2 separate regions of the Anser cygnoides genome follow, and region 1 is linked to region 2. A link is a contact called in public Hi-C data. All regions are on one chromosome and are shown on one strand. Each heading gives the region's core, a stretch centred on a gene start, on an enhancer-like site or on the middle of the called end of the contact. The rest is flanking DNA. Distances are from core to core; before and after follow the strand shown.

Region 1 (7,247 bases), core at 1,069-3,568, 400 kb after region 2:
TTTAGTGTTTCTGAGCTCAGAGATCTTCAGAGGAAGTTTATTTTTAAGCTTCCCGAGAAGATAAATTTGAATGTTGGATTGTTTAGGGTACAAGTAATATAAATGAAATTGCTCCAGGGAAGCAATGCCCTCCGGGATTTGAAGAATCCCAGGGATAATTATCTAGTGCTGAGCAAGTCTCGTTAGTCTTGAAATAGCTTTTAGTAGATGATCACATTTTTCTTCATGTTGGCTTGTCTGAAAGCTTGAAGCCGTGCATTGACATTTAGCCTTGATTATGAGTACCATCAGCATGTTCTTAAGACTGTCTTTATCGTCCAGGGAAAGCCAGGCATGGAAGTACAAAGCTATTACACAGCATAACAGTCCCAGAAAACATTTTTAAGCATTTTTAAAGCCTGCTCTTTTAAGGTCCTGCGAGGTTGGAGCATCCTCAGGGCTGCTCCAGCTGCTGCTGTGTGGTGGCAGCGTGCAGGTGACCGTAGCTCCAGCTCAGCGGTGAGGCGTCCCTGTAGTGACTCAGCTGCGTCCCTCCTGACCTCCTGCTAACGTGGTGCAGGTCATTAGTCACTGATTGGTGAGGTTAGCCTTTTTTAAGGCTCCTGGAGAGGTCAGGGGTCACATAGACGCCAAGCAGCTGCATCAGTGTTACGCCTCTGTTGCCTTCAGGTCCATCAGGCGGTGCTTGGAGAGCTGTTTTGGTGTGCTCTGTTGGGTTGACCCAACTCTGTGAGCAATCTGGGACTTGACTGAGGATGGCAATTCCCTAATACTTTTTTTCCCCCTGTTTTTGCCTTTTCCTTACCACCCTCCATCTTCTGTGCTTCCCAGCTTTGGCTCTGTCTCCTCATCCATAATCTGTATGTGCAGGTAGGTTAGGTACCGTACTCAGATATCCCAACTGATGGCTTGTGGATCTGTCTCTTTACTCTCCTATGCCATTACTCCAGACCAGTCCTGAGGACAGGTCTTTGACACCAGCTATAATATCTGTATTTTCTTTGACGCAGCTGGGACACTGCCCTTCTGCTCCCCTGTCATATAATCAGAATTGTGGAATCATCTCAGTTGCAAACGACCTTCAAGATCATCAAGTCCAACCGTCCACCTGACCTACCGAGTCCCATCACAAAACCACATACATCCCTTAGTACCATGGGCTTTTCTGGCTGCCCCAAATCTCCAACCGAATCTCTTCTGCCTGTCTCAATGGTTACAACCCCCTCCTCTGGCCACAGTGCCTGCAGCACCCTTGGGTGCTCTGGAGGCGGAGGTGCATCCCTCGCTCCTTGCCCAGCTGCAGCAAGCTGCATGGGTCTGCTTGGTCCTTCCCGTGCTTTATGGGACTGAAGGAAGCCTGGTGGGTCTTCCTCCGTATAGGCAATGCTGCCTGTGTCCTGACACATTGCCAAAAAGCCAGTCTGTGCATCCTGGCAAGGGGGTTGCACAGGGATGTGTGTGAGCTGGGTTCCCCTGAGCCTCCTCTGTTTTCTCTTCCTGTTTGATACTTTTATACCAAGCTATATAAAAAAAAATCATCATCATAATTGCAATATTATTAGTAGTATGTATTATTTCTTCTTCTTTTTTAAGTCCTCTGTTAATATACTTCAGCCAAACTGTTACCCCCCACTCCCTACTAATATTGTAGCAAATGAACTTTTCTTTACAGCCGACACCGCTGCTTTTATTTTTAACCAGTTGCCCTGTTTGTTCTGCCCCTGTGCCCTCCCCAGTCCCTGCTCTGCTGAAAAGCAGCATCGATGACTCGCGGGACGGCACGAAAGCCAAAAACTGGCCGCGGCCGTGCAGCGGCTGACGTTGCTGGCCCAGGTGGACTCTGCCTGCGTGTTGCCACTGGGGCGGGGTGGGAAGGGCTCTTGTCCCTTATCTGGGGAGCCACACGCATGCTAGGGAGACCTTTGTGCTGATAGTTGGAGGAATAAAGTTCAATGGGAATGAAAGGGCATTTCCCCAGCGGGAGGGAGTCAAAAATCAGAGCCAACCTGCGGCAGAGTTGGACGTTCAGCGTGGGGGACGCAGCTTTGGCCACCGCCTTGGTTCACACTGTCTCACGTCCTCTCTCTCTTGCAGCTGCGTAAATGAGTATGGAAGATTATGATTTCCTCTTCAAAATTGTTTTAATCGGCAACGCCGGTGTGGGGAAGACCTGCTTGGTCCGACGCTTCACGCAGGTAAGGTCGGGCACCTGCCAGATGTGGGGCATCGCGTGGGAGCATGGAGCTCTCCACCAGCACCCCCACTCCACAGGCTTTTATTATCCATGCTTGCAGCGTCCATATCACCTGTGGTGATGTACCAGCATGAGCACTGCATCAGTAACTAGTGCAGTGTGTGCCTTTGCTGGGGTTCTGGTTTATAAGGACCTCCTGTTGCATTTCCTATGGACCTTCTCATCCCATCCCTCCAGGGTGGACCAGCCTGCTGCTGTACTAAGCTCCCTCTCATGTTGTCCATTAGTAGATGATTAAATAATCTGGGTCCTGGGCTGTCAGCCCAGGGTCTTCTGTTAAACATCAGACCAGGGATTGCACCTGAAGAGTTACCAGGGGCATTTAATAATGGTTTGAAGCAGTGGAGTGTGATTCTGGCAGCAAAAGGAGATGTTGCATTGCCTGGGAAAAATCTGTGCTCCCTGCATTTGTGGCTTTACGTACACCGGCTCCTGAAAAGCTTGCGGTAACAGTGGGGGCCAGCTGAGCCCCTGTCTGCCTGATTAGGGAAAATGAATCAAATGCAAAGGTTTGAGGACTGTTTTCCCTTCTTCTGTGTAACAGAACAGCAGGAAGAGGACTAGGCGTCTGTGATTTGGGCTCAGAGAAGAGTTTGCATGGTGTACTCTAAAATGCAAGTTATGTTTCTTTTGTTGCTGTTGTTGCAGTCCCTACTGGGAATCGTCAGTTTAAGTTTTAAAACTGTAGTGATGTTAAACATGCTCTCTGCCTGTACCAGCTGCTGGCAATGAAGCTGGTTAGTCCCAAAGGGTTAACCACGACGTCTGCAGCCGCCACTGCTGCCTGCACTTTGGCAGCGCTGCTGCTGCTATAGGGGATTGATGTGCCCCAAAAACAACACGGCTTTGCAGGCTGGGACACCAGAAATCAGAAAGCTCTGCTTGTTTTCGTTCAGTTGGCTGTTGCTCCTTTCTCGAAATCGAGCACTGCTAGTCACGGGCTGTGCTCTGGGAGCAGGATCTGGCCACTCAGGAGCTGCTGGGGGTGCCCTGGGGATCCCTTTCCTCACTGTGGCAGGACCTTTCCTCATCTCTTTCAAGGCGATGGAGAATTGGGTCAGAGGAACCCAGCCTGCCCTTCCCCTGCCTTTTCTGAGTGCACAGAAGCAGGAGAGTTTCTCCCCTCTCCTTTTTCCCTTTATACATCCTCCTTTTCTCCTCCTGTTTGTTTTCCCACCTTTCAAGTCAGCTGCTTGCAACAGCATTAGGGGTTGAATTACAGTTACCTTTGCACTGGAGAAATGTGGTCTTTTGTTTAGCTCCCCATAACAAGGAGGTGGCAGTGGATTTTGTGCCTTCTTCTGATGGATGCTGTGGAGATGGATCAGTGTGCAGAGCCTGCCCTGGGGTCTGTCCCCCCTGCTTTGAGCGGTGGAGGAAGCAGGCACATCTTTCAGTGTAATTCCTTTCAGTATTCTTCTAAGTGTCCAGATTAATTGAGCAAGGGCGGAGTAGGGATGGGAAAGAGTAAGGATGGGCACTCAGAAGGAAGTTTTCCTTGCTACACAACTTGTTCAACAAAACTGTGTTTTCTTTCAGGGGCTTTTCCCACCAGGCCAAGGTGCCACGATTGGAGTTGACTTTATGATTAAAACCGTGGAGATAAACGGTGAAAAAGTAAAGGTAGGAACCTGATGGTTTTCAATATAAACTCATAGGGTGGCACCGTATTTTGGGTTTCTTGCTGCAGCGTGCCTGCTGCTGGAAGGTCCAGGGCTGCCTGTCATGTCTTCGAAAATGCACCATCAGGAGCATGGAAAGGGGAGATGCCCCATGCCTGGAGGTGTTCAAGGCCAGGTTGGATGTGGCTTTGAGCAACCTGGTGTGGTGGGAGGTGTCCCTGCCCATGCCAGGGGGTTGGAATTAGATGATCTTTAAAGTCCCTTCCAACCCAAACCATTCTATGATTCTGAGATCTTGCAAAGCTCTGTTCTTGCTCAGAAGGCACTGAGATGGTGCCTGGCTGGGGCTGAGGAAGCACAAAGAAGCATTTCAATGCAGCCTCCATTTACTGCACTGCTGGTAGGATGAAATCTGTTGAGTTCCCACTGGGATGTGCCTGATAAAGGTTTTCTCTTGTGAGCTCCTGAGATGTCTGGCTCCTGGGCTGGTGCGGTTCTGAAGAACGAAGGCTTGTTTCCCACTTCTGTTGAGTTACAGACCTGAGAGAAGTGGAGATGTTTACGATATTGGTGCTTTGGTCAAAAGGTTGAACTAAGAAGGGCAGTGTCTCACTATCGACTCTTTCAGCTTCCAAGATAGGGTGGTTGCAACCAAATCATCACCGGGAAACTCCTTGTCCCATGCTACCTCCTGAACCTGGCTTGGGTATTGCTTGGCAGGGAGCTAGTTTGTCTGGGCCAAAACACACCAGGGCCCAGGTTAATGTTTTAATGGGATCCATGGTTCAGTTCCAGTGCTCAGAGACGTTGGCTGGCACCGCTTAAGTCATTAGCAGAGCTTTCACCAGAGCTATTGTGGCATTTGGAAGTTGGGAGAAGAGAATGAACCTCCGATGTCAAGGTGTTCAGGGTCCCTGACACCTGGAATTACTTTTCCTGCATTAAGCCCGTGGGTATTGAAGTGAAAAACAACATTTTTTTCCTTGATGCCTTTATCTTATCTAGTGACGAGCAGGTGGGAGAGTGGCAGCAGTGTGACAGTGGCTGGGTGGATTGAGACTCATTTTTAAGCACGTGCAAGTGATGGGATGGAAACAGTGGACTTGTGCAGATTTTCAGCTCTGTATTTTTTTCCACCCATGTTTCAGTGCAGAGGCTTTTGGAGTAGAAAATTGGATGGAAATCAGACTTTAAAAGCATATCAAGAGGCTGCCACTCTGCTGCACGAGGAGCTGTACATTTGCTATGGCAAGTGATGGTCCTTGACCAAAAGGCCTTGCAGCCTGAGCAGGTGGAGGACAGGAGATGTAGATACCTTCATCAGATACAGGCTGAGTTAACCTTTGACATGCTGCTGTGGGACAGAGCAGCAGGCAGGAAAGTGCTGAGCATCACACATGGCTCCCGTGCTGTCAGTGCATAGTTTGGTGGAACTCCACTGAAGGTGGAGATCATTTTTCTGTTACATACCTGGTGTAATCCCACTGTACTGAGACTCTCTTAGAGGGAAAAAGGCAATCTTGGAGGAAGGTTTTCCCATCCTCTTCAGACACCTGTCCTTTCCTTGCTCCCATGACTCGATCCTGTTTATCACCAGCTTGGACTGAGGATGCAGACTCCTTAAGAGAAGGTTGTGAGCACCATTTGGGGTGTTCAAAGCCCACTCCCACCACCCACCAGAGGAGTAAGTTGGAGTCACCAGAGCTCAGCCACAATGACAGCAGTGTGGGAAGAAGCTTAGTAGGACACATTTTGGTGTTTGAACACATCGTACAGAGTCTGAAAGGCAAAATGATTCCTTTCTGCCTCTCGCATCAGTGCAGGCAGGGACTGAGCTTGTAGCTGAAACTTTCTGAGCAAGCAGCGCCAGTGAGAGTAAACATTTAATAAGCGGGAAAAGCAGGGATGACTCAGAGCTGAGAGGGGAAAAAATGACATCTCAGTCAAACGAGGCACCAGCTCATGGAGCAGAGCCAAGCTGTGACTGCTTCAGTGCCGGGCAGCATGTCCTGCATGGCATTGGGATCCAGGGTCAGAGCAGAGCCATTCACCAAGAAGGTTTTAAGACTTAAAAAAAAATATATATATATATATGTGCGTGTGTGTGTGTGTGTGTGAATTTCTGGGAAAAATACTTTCCAGCTTTAGAATTGCATTTGAAAGTCAGAGGAGAGAGCCTTGCTAGCATGAGAGTTGTGTGCAAGCTATTTCAGATGTGAGTGGCTACTAAGGCTCGCTGACAGATAAACTGAGACAGCCTTTTGCATTTTTTTAAATATGTCTGATCATTTCTAGCAAAACCAAAAATCTGTGCAATGTGTGTACTGAGAGGCTACACAAATTTGATAGTAATTACAGTGCCAGTCACAGATAAGCATCTTCACTGCTACAAACACAAGGCTCCGCTGCACGCACCTGTGATCTTACTGCACTCGGTGGAAGTGTCCATATGCTCAGAGCTAAACGTGCATGCAGGTGGCGGGGGAGAGGAAAGCATGGCTCCCAGAAAATTAGCATCCAGGTGACTTGTTTTTTGCAGGGAGAGTCACAGGCCTGGCCAGCTACAAACCCTCTCCCCCTTTTGATTTTAAAGTCCGTTACATTCAAGCAGTGAAAAGCATGGTCACATCAAGTCTTAATCTGTCAGAGATCTTTTCAATAAATGCAATGCGTTTATTAACTAGAGTTAACCGCTAGACCAACCGGTAGATATTTTTCCTGGGAAATAGCTGCACAACAACAGCAACAAAATTATCTGTGTTTTTTCCATCTGCTGGAGTTTGTAGGCTGGTTTGTTTTAAACAGAACTCGTTTGTTATCTGAATTTTGAGTGCAAGTAATGTCACCCCTGGTTTTGTGTGGCCCCTAACTGCAGGTGCCATATTCAGCTATTTAAACACAGCTATGCTGAGAGATTAAACTCAAAGGTGCCAGGGGCTGTGAGCCAGCAGCAAATTCCTTTCTCTGCAAAAATGTACCTTTTCAGAATCATACCCCACATCCGAAGGCTGCTAATGGGGGCTCTTGTTCCAAGCTCACATATTTATGATGAGTAGCTGACATAGTTTGACATTGGAACTGGGCAAGTACAAGGCTTGCTCTATTATGGGCTGCTGTATGTATGGAAAAAATCTCAAATACTTTTAACTTTTTCTTCCCAAAGTACACAGGATTCTGGCTAGAAATCAGCCTTTCGCATACTAAGTTCCAGGGAGGGGTGCTTAAAAAATAAAATCTGAAGCAGAGAAATGCTCTTTTTTGCTGAAATGTTTTCATTTTGGATGCTTTTCTTTGCCTGCTTTTTGAAAAGTTGTGGTTTTGATGAGCCACCAAAAGCTGTCAGATGGTTGTTACAAAAACGGTGCGGGTTT
Region 2 (7,294 bases), core at 3,714-6,213:
AACAGGACAAATTCAGCATTTCAACTCAACCTGATGTTGGTTTGGAGGAATTTATCAACTTTAAGCCACTGACCCAAGTTCCTGCTTGATATTTAAAACTGCCTAACATCTGCTGGGGGTGAGGGAAAGTGGTTTTGGCTGTGACCAGAATGTAACATGTTATATCCATGGAGGTAACGACCATTCGTCTGGTGAATAAACAGAAAAAATAATTACTATCCATCATGGGTGGATTCAGTAACCACTGACTTGGCCAAAAGGATTGGTTATGATCTGGTCACCTTATAAATTAAATTCCATGAGGGCTGGGCTTGGTTCTGGAAACTCTACCTGCAGTGTCCCAGGGCTCTGTCATCCAGTTATTGTTTGTGCCGGAATAGAAAGAATTCAATTCACCGGGCATTTCATAAAAATAGTGGAGAACAAGGAAGGAAGGAAGGAAAGAAAGAGAGAAAGAAAGAAAGAGAGAGAGAGAGAGAGAGAGAGAGAGAGAAGGAGAAAGAAAGAAAGAAAGAAAGAAAGAAAGAAAGAAAGAAAGAAAGAAAGAAAGAAAGAAAGAAAGAAAGAAAGAAGGAGAAAACCAAAAAAGACCTTTTTAACAAGTACTGAACTCTCAGAAACCAAGACTAATGGAGAAACAATTAGAAGGGACAATAGCAAAAATGTGTGGCAAGACAATCCACATCCTTCTTCTTGAAATGATAACATGTGAGGACAGGCACATTCTTTTCTGTCATTAAAAAGCTGATTTATTTTTTTTTAATCATTCTACATAATGTAAGCATAACTTTAGTTAGATCAACTATCTCAACAATTTCATTGAACAACTTTAATGAATCAATAGGAACAAATGGATTTATCTTCAAAAACATTGATTTCTGACTCTCGATTCAAGGTATTTCTACCTAAACTTTGTGGGAATAAATACCAGCTGATTGATTACTGCCCAAATATTGACTCTGATCTGGAGTGTTTACTCAGTGACCAGCGTCAGAGCACTCTGAATTCATGGGGATATTGTTTACTCCCTTGATGGATGTCAGGCTGGTGAGCAGGAGGAAGGCTTCAGTAAATCATTTGTGACATTAACCTTGCAGAAACAAATTCCCATGAATGTTTGTGTTAGTTCCGCTGCCAGTGCTCGTGCAAACATTGCAGAACAGAATTCACACTGTTATCTCCCTGTGACTAGTTTTGCAAACAAAAGTTCCTCGTAGGCATTTCCAGGCAAAGTCAATGGGACAGGCATGGAAGAAGCAAAATGCGCTTCCTTTATTCCAACAACCATTAGCTTGTAATTAGCAAATACACACAACACTTTAGTAACAGATTTTTGGTTTTCAGAAGAAAAAGAAAAAAAAAGAAAAGAAAAGAAAGAAAGCATGCACTGAATTAAGAAACAAAATAGCATTTTATTTTTGCAAATAAGCAGAATTTTCCAAATATTCTAAGTGTCCAGAATATGTCAACTGTACTTTTCTGTATGTATTGTTTTTAGTGTAATCTCTATCTGTGTTATGAATTTTTCCCTACAATTATTGTTTACGATAGCAACTAACTGATACGATTCCGGTGGTATATGTCAGACCTTCTTGATCTACCATAAGAAATGGCTAGATGTGGAAACCTCTGTTTCTGAGGACAGACACAGTAAGCTGGTAAGCAGTATGCACAGATTACATATACATACACACATTTGTGTTTTTAATTAAAAAGTTCTCCTAATCATAACCTTGTGTAAGGTGGCCATAATCTCTTCAAAAACAGCTTCAGCAAAATCTCTGAGTGTAAAACCTCTAGAAGAATGTTAGTTTGCCAAGGCAGAGATCTGCTTGCATCTGTACTACTGGGAGACGTGGCTGCTCAGCTGAGCAGCCATGAGATCTGGCAGCATGTGGGGACATCATATCAACACCACAATGGACTGGCTGAGACCTAAAATCCTACCAATGTCCTGCTGATCTCAGGTACAGCCCAAAGCTGGGCTCTAGATGCTTTTTTTTTTTTTTTTCTAAACAGAAAGTTTTTTCTAACAGTGGGTCCTGAAAACTCACTTTCAGATCTTGAGGGCCAGATGAGCTTTTCCCAGACTCAGGTGTGTCATCCACTTTAGATGTTATACAGACCAGACATGGAGCTCTGCTGTGCAATGGGAATGGGCTGGTCAGTCCCACGTGATGCTGAGAAGGTGTCTGGGAGCCAAGGATATTCCTGCTGCAGGAGCGTTGCTCTCTGTCCGTGCTCCCATGTGGTCATGCCAAGCACAGCCCATACATGGGTGTATCGCCCAGGGTTTCTGCCTGCTGAGCCACCTACCCATGGATGGAGAAGGGTGTCCCAAGGCAGCAAAAGCCAAAAGAAAAGCTTTCCAGCCTGCATTGTCCAGCTTCAGTACCCTACACTGCTAAATAACCAGTCTGCCCAGTCTGGGATAGGGCTTCCCACCTAACTTCTCAGAGCCAGGGAAAGCTTTATTCCTCTGTAAGCCACAAATGTCAGGCCCTTCCAGTGAGAGGCAAAAAAAAAAAAAAAAAGTCTCTGTCCTCAAGAGAGACCTCTGTGGACTGCCACAAGACATATTAATGAAGCGCCACACTTTCCTGACAGCCCCAGTAACTTTTGCCACATGTTAAGCCCCTCAGCAAGGGGCTGGCTCGATGATTTCAGGGGTCTTTTTTCTAGGAAGATAAATTAAAATCCTGCCTTTGACAAATGAATAGGAAACTTCCCTGGTGTTCTTTAGCAGGTGGTTCTTCCCACATCACAAAACTCAAAGTCCCTTAGAAACACATTATTTTTACTTGGCAGAAAGGAGAAAACACCCGACCGAAATGTGAGAACCCAGCATGTGTGCTCGGCAGACCACACTGCCCACTAACCCGCTGCTCATTCATCCAGGCAGCGGCAGTGAGAGGGAAGGGAGTGGGGTTTTCCCTCCTGGCAATGCCAGTTTGGAGAAAACACTCCCTCTGAATCTACATTCACCATTGGGCAGCAGAATCAAGGCTGCCCAAGCCACCACCACCACACCAGGTGGGACTCCTGCCGAAGTCAGGTCTTCAGGTCTGACAGGGGGAGAGACCTCCCAGCTATGACTTGGAAATTAAATTTCCTGGTGGTGAACACCAAAATTCTTTCCTATCCTCAAGTCAATCTTCTTTCCACCCTGTTGACGGGGAGTGTGCTCGCCAAATCAAAGTTCAATAGGTATAAAATCAAGAGGAGCTGCTCGCTTCTGAGCAGCAGCTTTCTCTTGGTGGCCACAGGCTGGCACAGTCCCACCTGTACCCTCCACTGTGCCCTTGGAGCAAGCTGAGGAAAATCACCTGTTGCTGGCAGAAACCATGCAGAAAGAAACGTTCAGTTATATGGACTGTGCAGAAAGCTGGTGTCTCAGAAGTCATTGGAGAGGAGATCTCTTCTCTGCATTAGCACTACTCTCTGTTGAAAAAACTGAAGAGGTTGTCCCTCAGGAGTGAAAGGACAGCATTATCCCAAGGCACAAATCTGGCCATTCATAAGGAGGAAAGAATTTGTCAAAGCAAAGTATGAATGCCTGGAATTTCACCTGATTTCAGCTTATGCTCATGGTTTCAGGGCATGTGAGTGGAGTCTGCAAGCAGAGAGCAGCTACTCTGAGATGTCACCCTGTCTGCCTCTTCGTTTTCTCCATTCTGTTTGATGGCATTCAGCTCCAGACACCCTTTGGGACCTTGTTCTCTTGCCACTTTGAAGTGACAAATACAACACACTAATTAGAAGTAAAAATATATTAATGTAAGTTCTAGTATGCAAAGTATACTTTTCAAGTCTTAAAAGTGATCACAAAAATCTTCAAGGGAAGGTTTTATTCCTCCATACACAGCTAAAAGAAAATGGTATTTGAAGAACAGGAATTTCTGGCATCTCTTGATCCAGGGCAGATATGGTGCTAAGGAATGGTTTCCTCCTAGTGCAAGTCTAAGGACTGAACCCGTTGGAGACCAGTGCTGCTAACACACTGCCCAGGCCCACCAAAGGTCACCTCGTCAGACAAAGCACAACGCATGCTCAACTCTAAAACCAGAATACACTGGGACCAATGATAGCTGACAACTGTTTGTCTACTGTTCCATTGCAGTGGCATAAATGCAGACTTTGTCTAGCTCCAGGCAAATAAAGCAGCTTTGTTAAGGGGTCTGTCATGTCAACTGCACGTGGTGTATTTCAGCAAGCTGCTCACAACCAGCTTACTTTATTTGCATTTTGCTCTCAGTGGTGCAGTGGTGTGAATTATGCCTCAGTGCTGCTCTCTCACACCTTCTGAGGAGCTTCTCCAGCTCCTTCCCCCCAGATGGAGACCTACAGGGCTGCAGGGAGGTTTGGGCTGATCCCAAGACACTGCTTCTTTCTTTTGCTTGCCTTTTCAGTGTGCCTCTTTGACAGTTTGTAGCCCAGTCCAGGCAAGCTGCTTTTCCTTCCTCTTGTCCTCGTGCTCTGTTCGGATTGTATTTCTTGCTCATTCATTTTTTTCAGCTGTTCCTTTACACAGTTTCTGGGCCTCTGGGGAGACAGTTCTGATGCACCTCCTTAGCAGGGTCTCTTACATGGAGAGCTGAACGGAGGTGCTTTACAGATTGTTAAGACTGTGACAGTCTGGGACATGAAGACTTCCACAAACCATCACAACTGGGACTTCCAAAGCCATCAGTCACTTCTGAAGGCGGAAACTTAGGTTTTGCTCTTTGATGTCGAGGATCTGCTGGGGCTGCTCATCTCCAGCTAAGGCATGACTCTCAACTTTTATACTGCTCCCAGTTTTGCCACCCTCCTCCTTTCTATGCCTACTCAGGCTTTGTAAATGTTTCACCACATTAACTCAAATTCTGCCACATATTTACAAAGGTTTGTGACCTTCAGCTGTAGTCAATCATTCCCTATGGTCTAATTTGTCCTTTTCCCCCTGCAGCTCCTTCATCACACTGCCATTGCCTGCAAATGATTTACCTAGGGCTCACAGAGCACTGACTGTATCCTGCACAGCTCACTTGCAGTCCTGCTCTGTTTTGGACTCCCCAGATTTTCTGGTGTCTCATTCAGATCTCCTTGTCCTCTGTTACATCAGCACTTGCTCCTCATCTTCAGTACGGCAGGTTCTTGGCTGAATTAGGAAGGCTCTGGACATGAACTATGCTGCACGGAAGTGGAAAGTGGGTGGTAGATCATGTGGATGGAGGAGCGTAGACTACCGGTGTTGATTTCTTGGGATGTACATCCTTTCTCTAAACACTGCTCTCACAGCCACCATCACTGGGACATGGGCAGGCTCTCCACAACACCTGCACCTAAAGCTGGTGCTTAGACCCCAGTCTGGACACCTGTGAACTAAAAGTTAGATGCTACACCTTTCAGCACTGCTGCATCTCAGTCTCTTCTTATTTTTTTCCTAGTTTTTGAATGCTTGGATGAGGTTAGCGGCAGGAATTTCTACTACTGCCCCCTCCAGAGAAGTTTTGAATATAAAAAAATTGTGTTTTAGAATGCTAAGCAAGACCAGCAGCCCATCTTGTTGCTGGTAAAATGAATATAATAGAGGTAAGCCTCTAGAAAACAAACCATCCACCAGGATAAACAAACGAACTGTTTGCCTGATGCAAACCTAGCAAACACTGATGCATTTATTGACCATATCTGCTAAACCTTGGATTTAGTTGCGTCAGAAGGGCTAGCACAGCAGTCATTGCCAAGCAAAGCAGCAGGTGGACCGCAGGGACCTGAGGCACCCTAACACAGGAGCTAGGAGCCAGGCAGGATGCCCCAAGGAAGCCTGCTTGCTTAGACAGTCTGAGCACAAAATTTTTGCCCTTTTAGCGGTGAGATGAAGGCCATGGGGCCTTGCGTGCACAAAGACAAGAGTGGCTTTCAACACGTGGCTAAGGTGGGGAGATGGAATCCCTCAGAAGGAAATCCCACAGGAAGCTGAGCAGAGCAAAATCTTCCATAAATACATGGAGATACTTTGGAAATATCTTCCGATGCTCCCACAGAAACCCTGTGCCCTTTGCCATGCCTGGCAGGAGCCGAAGGTCGGCTTGGCAGTATCCAAGGGCCGCAGCTCCTTGCTGCCCAGGCCCTCGAGTGTGTGGCCGCTAGGTGTCACGGCTGGCCCACAGAAGCCATTTTGTCCCAGCGCTCTGAGATCGTCCCTCTCTTGTCAGCATGCAGAAATCACACAGTCCTGACAAAACCAGACGAGGGAGGTGTAAACTATGCCCGGCTGTACCCGGCCTCCGAGGGGGGTGCCACCAGGCCCATGGGCTGTCCTGGCAGCGCACCAGGAGCCGGCAATTGGAGGTGTAGTTCGGCCCGCAGAAGTGGATTCATAAGACAAAATCTGTCAGAAAACTGTGTTTTTATATTCCGCAGGTGTCTCCATTTACAATCTCTGCACATCCTCCAGGAAAATTTAGTGTTGCCTTAGCTCAAGCAACCAGAGTTGTACCCCATATTTCAGTTTAAATTTCATGTGTGCCTTCTACAATGGTGTATAAATATTCTTAATACAGAATATCAAATGCTTTCCCTTTCTGTGTAGACTTTGTCAGAATTAATTTCCCCAGTCCCTTTTTTTAGTTCCACTTTGTAACTAAGTGAAAAGTGTCAAATACTTTCTGTAAATCCCAGTACCCCCCCCCCCCCCCCCAAACATAAATGAGGTGTTGTACAGAGAATGGACTTTCTTCCCAGTCCTTAAACGTGTTATGCTATGAGGTTTATTCAGTCCTTTTTATGATGGTTTTCATCACTAATTGTTCAAACAGGCTTATGCTGGAGACTTTATTCATCCAGACTCTGTCTGTGAGGAGGAGCCCGCTCAATCCTTTACTCTGTGTCTGAAGCAGTCGATGCCGTGCTGTCAAGCCCCCCACATGCCTCCTGCTCTCTCCAGCATCATTCACTTGCCTGCCTCCAGCCCAAAATTTCCAAATTTCCTTTTCCATCACTGGAGCCAGGATTATCAGTCATTCCCCATTATGATCTACATCATTATTAAAGCTTTTGGGCATCCGTTTTCAAGCTGGCATGTGGGAGATGCACAACACATCCCAGTAATGTAAATTAATAGTAATTGAGCTATGCGACAGATTCCCTGTAACTTGCTTTGCAAAGATGCTCCTGCGGTGTATGTCAAGGGTTGTTAACACATCAGCTGCAGCACAGCCAACACTGTGAAAAAGATTTAGGAGGGACTAATCCTCGGGTGGCAGAGCTTGCTGGCCTTTGGCAAAGTTACATTATGGGTGAATTTAACTTC

What was found. Hi-C and Micro-C count contacts between places; a contact is called where the count stands out from the background.
Region 1: a contact with region 2 is called in a Hi-C map of liver, with 2.6 times the contacts expected there. The contact joins two enhancer-like sites. A contact is called at or near these places in 2 of 7 Hi-C or Micro-C datasets (both in liver).

What each region holds. Positions count from the first base shown.
Region 1 is chr1:204,378,658-204,385,904 of Taihu_goose_T2T_genome, forward strand. RAB30 (RAB30, member RAS oncogene family) reads left to right here. Exons shown (of 5, transcript XM_066989931.1): 2 at 2,095-2,195; 3 at 3,794-3,877. The coding sequence starts at 2,103. Among named protein-coding and RNA genes, the nearest start is that of DDIAS, 27 kb to the right of the region's middle. Within about 2 kb of position 2,319, at least 1 of the 3 cell types and tissues checked has open chromatin away from gene starts, as enhancers often do. A contact at or near this core is called in liver, where this site is marked.
Region 2 is chr1:203,973,963-203,981,256 of Taihu_goose_T2T_genome, forward strand. No RefSeq gene overlaps it. Among named protein-coding and RNA genes, the nearest start is that of FZD4, 15 kb to the left of the region's middle. Within about 2 kb of position 4,964, at least 3 of the 3 cell types and tissues checked have open chromatin away from gene starts, as enhancers often do. A contact at or near this core is called in liver, where this site is marked.